2 separate regions of the Gasterosteus aculeatus genome follow, and region 1 is linked to region 2. A link is a contact called in public Hi-C data. All regions are on one chromosome and are shown on one strand. Each heading gives the region's core, a stretch centred on a gene start, on an enhancer-like site or on the middle of the called end of the contact. The rest is flanking DNA. Distances are from core to core; before and after follow the strand shown. Region 1 holds the start of nr2f1a (nuclear receptor subfamily 2, group F, member 1a). Region 2 overlaps LOC120830819 (a long non-coding RNA gene).

What was found. Hi-C and Micro-C count contacts between places; a contact is called where the count stands out from the background.
Region 1: a Hi-C map of liver shows a contact between it and region 2, with 2.3 times the contacts expected there. The contact joins the promoter of nr2f1a here to the enhancer-like site in region 2. A contact is called at or near these places in 2 of 6 Hi-C or Micro-C datasets (liver and skeletal muscle).

The regions. Positions count from the first base shown.
Region 1 is chr13:12,741,354-12,744,976 of fGasAcu3.hap1.1, reverse strand. It overlaps nr2f1a (nuclear receptor subfamily 2, group F, member 1a), which reads right to left and starts at 1,314. Exons shown (of 3, transcript XM_040195739.2): 1 at 1-1,314. LOC120830818 (a long non-coding RNA gene) reads left to right here and starts at 2,522. Exons shown (of 4, transcript XR_013452118.1): 1 at 2,522-2,625; 2 at 2,707-2,914.
Region 2 is chr13:12,591,285-12,594,883 of fGasAcu3.hap1.1, reverse strand. All of the region lies in intron 5 of LOC120830819 (a long non-coding RNA gene), which reads right to left. Among protein-coding and RNA genes, the nearest start is that of LOC120830819, 120 kb to the right of the region's middle. Within about 2 kb of position 2,058, at least 2 of the 9 cell types and tissues checked have open chromatin away from gene starts, as enhancers often do. A contact at or near this core is called in liver, where this site is marked.

The sequences.
Region 1 (3,623 bases), core at 65-2,564, 150 kb before region 2:
CATACGGGGTAAGAATGAGAGTAGAACGCGATCGATGCAATCAAAATACAGGGGGATTGAAAAGGCACCCGATCAGGATTTGCAAGTATCGGGAGGCCAGTTCCAAGGTAAATCGCAGTCAGCCATTCAGGAATCCCTAATCTTGTGAAAAGCAGAGTCCGGTCGTAGCAAATTGCAGTTTGATACAAAATAGCCACAAAGAGACGGCAGGAGCGATTCACATGGACGCAGGAACGAGGGAGGAAAAAAAAACCTTTTGCTGGAAAGGCACGCGATCCAAAGTGCTGCGGAGATAAATTCCTTTCTCCTTTCTTCCCCTTGCTCCTTTACACTCCCGTCTTCGTCGTTTAAGGAGTGGAGGGAAAAAAACTGAAGAGCCGGATTTTCACATCTATATTCTTAAATAAGCCTCATCATCGCGCCCAGCAGCAAAAGCAAACCGCGTCGCCGAATGAAGTGCCCATGTATAGTTTCACCTCTCTCCAGCAGGAGGAATGGAGATACGACGAGAAAAGATGAAAAAAAAGAAGACCAACAGCAACAACTAATAGAATATGCAAGAAGAAGGAGAGACCCAAAAAATGAATGCGCTTAAACGGGAGGACCAGCAGAGCAATGTTTCCGAAACGAGGGATCTGCGCGAATGTCTGTATATAGTGAACTTTGACACTACTATTGAAACTGACACGTTTCTATGGAGATCGCTGCGCCTTATATGGTGCTCGTGTCAAGGAGCCAAGAGAGGGGCTGCTGGAGACTGATAATCAAAGGCGACTGACTGGCCAGAGCCCTGCATAGAGGAGGAGGATAGGAGGAGAGGGGGGAGATAGGGAGAGAGAGAAAATGGGAGGCTAAGGTTATAGCCAAGCCCTCTCTTTCTTTCTATTGGTTAGAGTCCCCCTCTGTTCATTCACTGCAAAAAATGTCCATCTCGACAAGTCATCCGGTCCCGTGTTCAAATCTTTAAATGTTATATTTCTTATTAAACACAGTACAAAATAGCCAAGTGCCGATTACGCGCATCCGCTTGTTTCCAACCGCTATCGCGTTTCATTTTACAGGTGCCAATACAATGAAATAAAGCCAAGTACACAAGGATATCCCCTTTGTAAATGAACAATCGATGTAATAACATTTACATTGACGGCTTGATTAGCATTGCATGGCACAAGTGGGAGCATCTCACGTTGATGGAAGATCCAGTCTCCTCTTTTGGTAAATTCAAGATTTTCCGACTCAATACTGAACAGACTAATGTCTGGGCATGGATATTTTTTGCAGTGTTGCAATCTACGGCTGGAGGGGCTGGGGGGCTTTGACAGGCACAATTTACATTGAGCTCGCCCCGCGCTGCTATTTACTTTGAAACCTGATTAGTATGGGCCGTCTATTGTCACCAAAAAGAGGAAGAAACCCTGAATAGAATAGCAGAAAAAGCGGGCTAAAGGCAAAAGGGGACAAAGCTTTTTTACGCACGACAAATAGTCCAAAAACTAGGCGCAACGGCGAAAAGGGGACTATGGCTCAGAAATTCCCCCGAAGTTTCAAAATGGTCTGTCTTAGACTCGTATCTTTATTATAAAATGAACGGGTGCCGGTATTATTTCGAAGCGAATTGAAATGCCCACACATTGTTGCCTCGTTGGCATGCGCATTGCGGTACACCCTCGTCTATAACCGGCACAGTCTCGCCGATTAAAACTTACAATGTATTTAAAACTAGATATGAAGGTTAACAAAATGCCAACAGGGAAAATAATGCAGAAAAGACAATGTGTTATACAAACGGGACGTCGTGCGAGCGGTCGAAAATCTCTAAAATTAGACCGAGTAATAAGCAATATTCCATAATTACTGAGGTCCTATAGTCTTCACAATCACTGAGCTGGTGTCATATTATGTCTTAATAATGACAGTAATTCAAAATCATGCAAAGTTGCATGGAATTTACATGGGGATTCCGGCTTTTTGTGTGACGGTTTCTGCAGGCTTACCACCTCGAACTAAAAAATGTCTGGATCGCGCTGCCATCTAGCGTACATTGTACAATTACAACCATATATATTAATGCATGCACGAGTCATCAAACATGAATTTTTAAAACATAAAAGTTGATTTTAGAAATGAAATAAGAAACGTTTTGCGTACCATTTCCCCTTCTATTATTTTACTTTCTCAAAACAGCATCCCTTTGATGTTCAGGTCGAATGACATAGAAAAAACCTGTTATGGACAACAATGAATAAAGTAGTTTTTTTTTAATTGAAATATTGTTAGTCCCCAAAATGTACCATTTATTTGACTGGATGTGATTTAGATGGAACACACAGTTAAATAGATGTGCGTTAGTCGTTATCAAAAACAGTGTATTAACACTATACTGTAAAAGACTAATCGTTACCTAATACAAACCGTATGTCGTACAAATAAACCAAGTTGTTGTAAACAAGCTTCAACCAAGCTAAGAAATTAGCAGGTATAAGAGAGCCTAAATATGCAAGTGCCCCCTTTCAAAGCGCATAGGAGGGATGGGTTGTTTTTTAAGTATTCAAGAGCTCTCTCTCCCGTCCCTGTCTCGGACACTCCGCTAAAACTCCCCGGCCACATCTCCAGCTCCTCGAAAAGGTGAAACCAATAACATTAAATCGGACAAAGATTTTTTTTCCCCCCCTCCAGTGAGTGTATCATTAAGATTTAACTCGGCAGATTGGAAACGGGGCTCCGCTCGATGCGAGTAGAACGCGAGGCGCAGCGAATGGGAGCGGGCTATAGGGGCACCAGTGCAAAGCCCGGAGACGGCCAGAGGAGAGCAAGAGGGAGAAAGTGGACAGTCGGACATTAAAAGAAGAAGCACCGGCGACGGCGGTAAACCGAGGAGCGGCTTTCTGCCTGCATGAAAGCAACCCGCGATAAGGCAAGTACATTATTAATTCCTCACTTCTCCTGGTTTGCACACGCGCTCCGAGCGCAGCGCTCAACGATCTGCGTCACGCCGCAGGACCGTTAACTTTAAACCGGGTCGCCGAACTGGGTAGTGTCAGAAACTTTTGAACAGCGGAGAGTCGTAATCTTTGCCCCACATCACCACCGTTTATGCGACCCGTCCCCCGTCCCCCGTCCCCCCTCCCCATCCACCCCCCAAACACCCCCTTATTCCCGCTGCCCTCGGTGATTTGCACACCAGATAGAAGTGACTCGAGGCGAGGAGGTCGCGCCGCTGGACACGGGAGCGTTTTTCTCCTGTGTGCACGTCTCACCTGCAAGTCTATTTGTTGTTTCAACACATAGTGAGAAGATCGATAGCGGGCTGTTTATTCCAGCGACGGTGTCGCCAGATTAAAAAGGGGGATCAAGTTGAACATGCGTTGCTCTTCTTTTACGCTGTTTTCAAAGTGCACTTCAGCCACAAAAGAAGGCAACTATTTTGCGCCAAAAACAAAAGCTTGTGAACGGGTAAGAACGCGTTGTTTTGTAGAAAAGTCTGCAGCGAAGACGCGTACGGAGACAATGGTATTTGTAAAGCAGCGTTATTGATATTAGGAGTTTTAATGAAAACGGATCTAGAATAAATGATGAAGCGGTTTTGGCCATGTTAATTTATTCAAAGACAAACTGCACGCCAA
Region 2 (3,599 bases), core at 809-3,308:
GAGCAGAGAAAAGGTTGAGAGGATGAGGACAAAAAGCCAGGCGAAGGAAGAAAATGACACTAAAAGGCAGTCGCAAACTGATTGATGCTCTGCTGTATTTGAAGATCAGTGGCGGCCTTGTGGTGGCAAGCACAGAGGTCAGCGAGTGTATGTGTGGGTGTGTGTGTCGTTGTGTGTGTCTATGCCTGCTTATTAGGGCGTGTGGCTTTTTTTATCGGTTCCCCGTCTGGACCGTGTGCGTGCGTGTGCGTGCGTGTGCGTGCGCGTGTGTGTGTGTGTGTGTGCACATGCTTGCGTGTGCAGAAACGTGTGTTCAGATTTGTTCTCCCATTCTCCTTCCCTCTCTTTCTCTCCCTCTTTTCTTTTCTCCCTCCATTGTGGGAGGAGAGGACCCTCAGTCACCGGGCGGCTGGGGGAAGTCAGTGGTGAGCAGAGAATAACATGCTCGATTTGGCCCCGGAGTGGAGCCGGGGCTCGGGGAAAGGAGAGCGCCATGATGTATCGAGCCGTTTGCCAGCCGGATGAGGCACTTGGTGGCGGCCTTCTCTTTGCCTGTCAGCAAATACACATTTTTCACCCGGCAGGAGCACTGGGAGTCTTGTGTATGTCTGTGTTTGCCGTTTACGTGGTGAACATGCGCTTGCTTTTGAAGAAAATGAGCATTTTACTGAGGGTTATACTTTTGATGTTTACTTTCCGTTTGGTGTGACAATTTAAATGTCCATGCATCTGCAATGTGTGTGTGTGTGTGTGTGTGGATGTTGACTATTTGGGAGAGTACGAGCAGCCAATTGCAAGCACAGCTGTTGCATCACACGGAGGCACGGAAGCAGCCCCTTTTATTTTGTCACGGCAAACGCCCAAGCTTCTGTCTCTAACAAACAGTTCCACACTTTGACCAATTTGCTCTAACAAGAATCACTACGCAGTTTACGGCGCTTTTTTTGTCAGCTGTCATGTGTGTCCTGCATTTCTTTTGGTGCACGGGTTCCCCGTCATGTGCGCGGCGCCCCCACACACTGTGCATTTACCTCTGTTCACCCTCATCAGAAGACGAAGGGCACATGGATGTGACCAACAAGAGAGCGACACGAAACTCGTCCAAATATGCCACATCGCTTTGTAACCTTCAGCCTCTTGCAGCAATTAACCTGCAGCGTGTTTAATGAGCAATAGTGAGCCGACGCAGCTTTAAAAACTTAAAAATTGCGTTTGCAAGTGAAAAGGAATTGTGGAAAATATGGTCACTCTTTCCACACCCTTTCTAGAGCAGAACCTGGTTTCGCCGTCTAGTACAACATATTGGCAGCATTCAAGGCAGCCTGAAGGTTCCAGCACAACACATTCACTCACACACACACACACACACACGCGCACAAGCCGCCGCACTGAAGCGCTCCTTTCAGCTCGCGTCGAGGGAAGTGGGCTGAGGGAGGCTCTTTGATGTGGGAACACCGAGGTCAGAGAGAACAGCCTGTGCAGCGCTAAATTCCATCCCCCACAACAGTTCCCCTTTCCTGACTTTGGTTTGTGAAGCACATCTTCAAAACAAGTTTAAAAAAAAAAGGCCAGGCTGAATATGTAAGAGTACAAAATGGATACATGCCATGTTTCAAGCTGTAGTCACCACATTTCCCTTAAAAGTCTGCAGTCTGTGTTGCATTGAAGATTTACCCCCTCATTCACTTATTGGCCTTTTGTTTCTGGAACCGAGGGAAAAGGCAAAAGGTCTAACCAGCACATAAACTCATTTCAAATGTCATGTCTTATTAGACGCAAATGGAAGGAGACGTTTGGCTCACTCAGCCTGCCGAGTCAATGAATTTGTCAAAAAATTTATGATAATTCATTCAATTACTCTTTAGACATTTAAATGATGTAAGGAGTGAGAGGGGAGGCAATGAGGGTCAGCTGTAGAGAGAAGAGAGGGAGAAGAAGAGGGGGAGTGAAGGAGGGGGAGGAGAAGAAGGATTGGGAATAATCCTGCTCTTGATATTACACTCCCTCCAGAGGCCTTTTAAGGGCTCCATATCACAGTGTGAGGCCTCCTAAACTTCTCTCCCCCTACTTAGGAACTCAGCAGCCAGTTCACCCCCTTCTCTCCAAACAGCTCTGTTCACAACGTATTCACCGTATGCATGCTCCACAAATACCACCGCTTAACCCATGTGCATAATAACTATAACATTACCTGTGTGTATGCATTACATACATGGATACATGGAAAATTCTGTTTTTAACACATCTGGAGAGATTCAGCAGCGATGTCTAAGGGTGCAATCCCAAGAGTCGGTCTTTTTCTCCGATGCACACAAACGCTCCTACACGCACATGTACGCTCACACATACAAACACTTCCCCTTTTTCGTTCCTGAGAGAATGACAATAAAATGGCCCGCCGCTCTTCTCGACCCTTGACCTCTGATCCCTGGAGGTCTCCCACGGCCTGCGCTCGAGGTGGAGGAGGGAGAGACGCAGGAATGGAGGGGTGATAAAAAGGCGTGGACGTGTTGGGGCCCTGAGAACAGCTCCCTCTGTCAGACCAACACAGGCTGCATCATGGGTAAGCTCCCCCTCTAGTGTTCACTGGCCTCTCTTTGTCTCTCGCTCTTTCACTCCTATACTCGAATGATTTCCTGCTCCCAAAGAGAGAGAAAAGTTTCCCTTCACTGTCCAGCTATGTAGTCAATTCAAATACAGGCCTATTGTGGGTTGAAGTCAAGACAGCTGATAAATTATCTGCTTTCATTTTATTCAAAGGGCATGTGCCACAGGTGCTTATAAGAGTGTGCAGCCCTCGGTTGGACATAGCTCAAGTGTAAAACAGTCAACGATACATTTCTGTGTTCCTCACAAAAAGGATCATTTCATTAAAGTTTTTCATCCTTTGGCCAAAAGGAACAGAAATAAAATATATTACATTTTCTGCAAAACTCTGCATAATTTGTACTCAGTGTTGTAAATTCACCCCAGGGCAAATGCTCTTGCTCCTCCATCATATTTTCTTCTGTAACTTAATGCAATATGTATTATTAAAATGTACAATTATGTAACATCGGAATGACTAGCTAGCAATAAGAAAATTGACTGATAAATCAAAATATGACATTTGACATCAAACACTAACCACACCAGCATCCAGTTACAAATATACTCGGCTGTTATTGGACGTTGCGTCGGCAGCTTTTTTTTCCTCACAGGTTTGGCTTTTGTGAGCACAGCCACGGCATCTGCTCCTTATTGTCGTAAAACCGAACATGGCGATTTCCATTCACGTCTAAGCTATGCTAGGTGCCTCCTATAGCATAGCCCTGCCTGAGGGCATGTTAATTACCTTCTCTCGCTCTAAATTAACAGATTTCACTGGGACTCTGTCGCCACTTTCACTCCAGCATTGATAGCAGACCCAGATGAGGGAGCGAGTGAGGGAGAGCGGGAGGGAGGAGCAGAGGGTGAAAATAGAAACAAGCTAATAATCTTAGACACCGCCACCTAAACGAGAGCCATTCTCTCCCTAATGTAGACAAGTCATTTTGTGCAAGCCGTTCAAGCCCACTGGGCCGGGCGAGCATGCAGTGTGGAGCCGCCTGTTTCAAAGA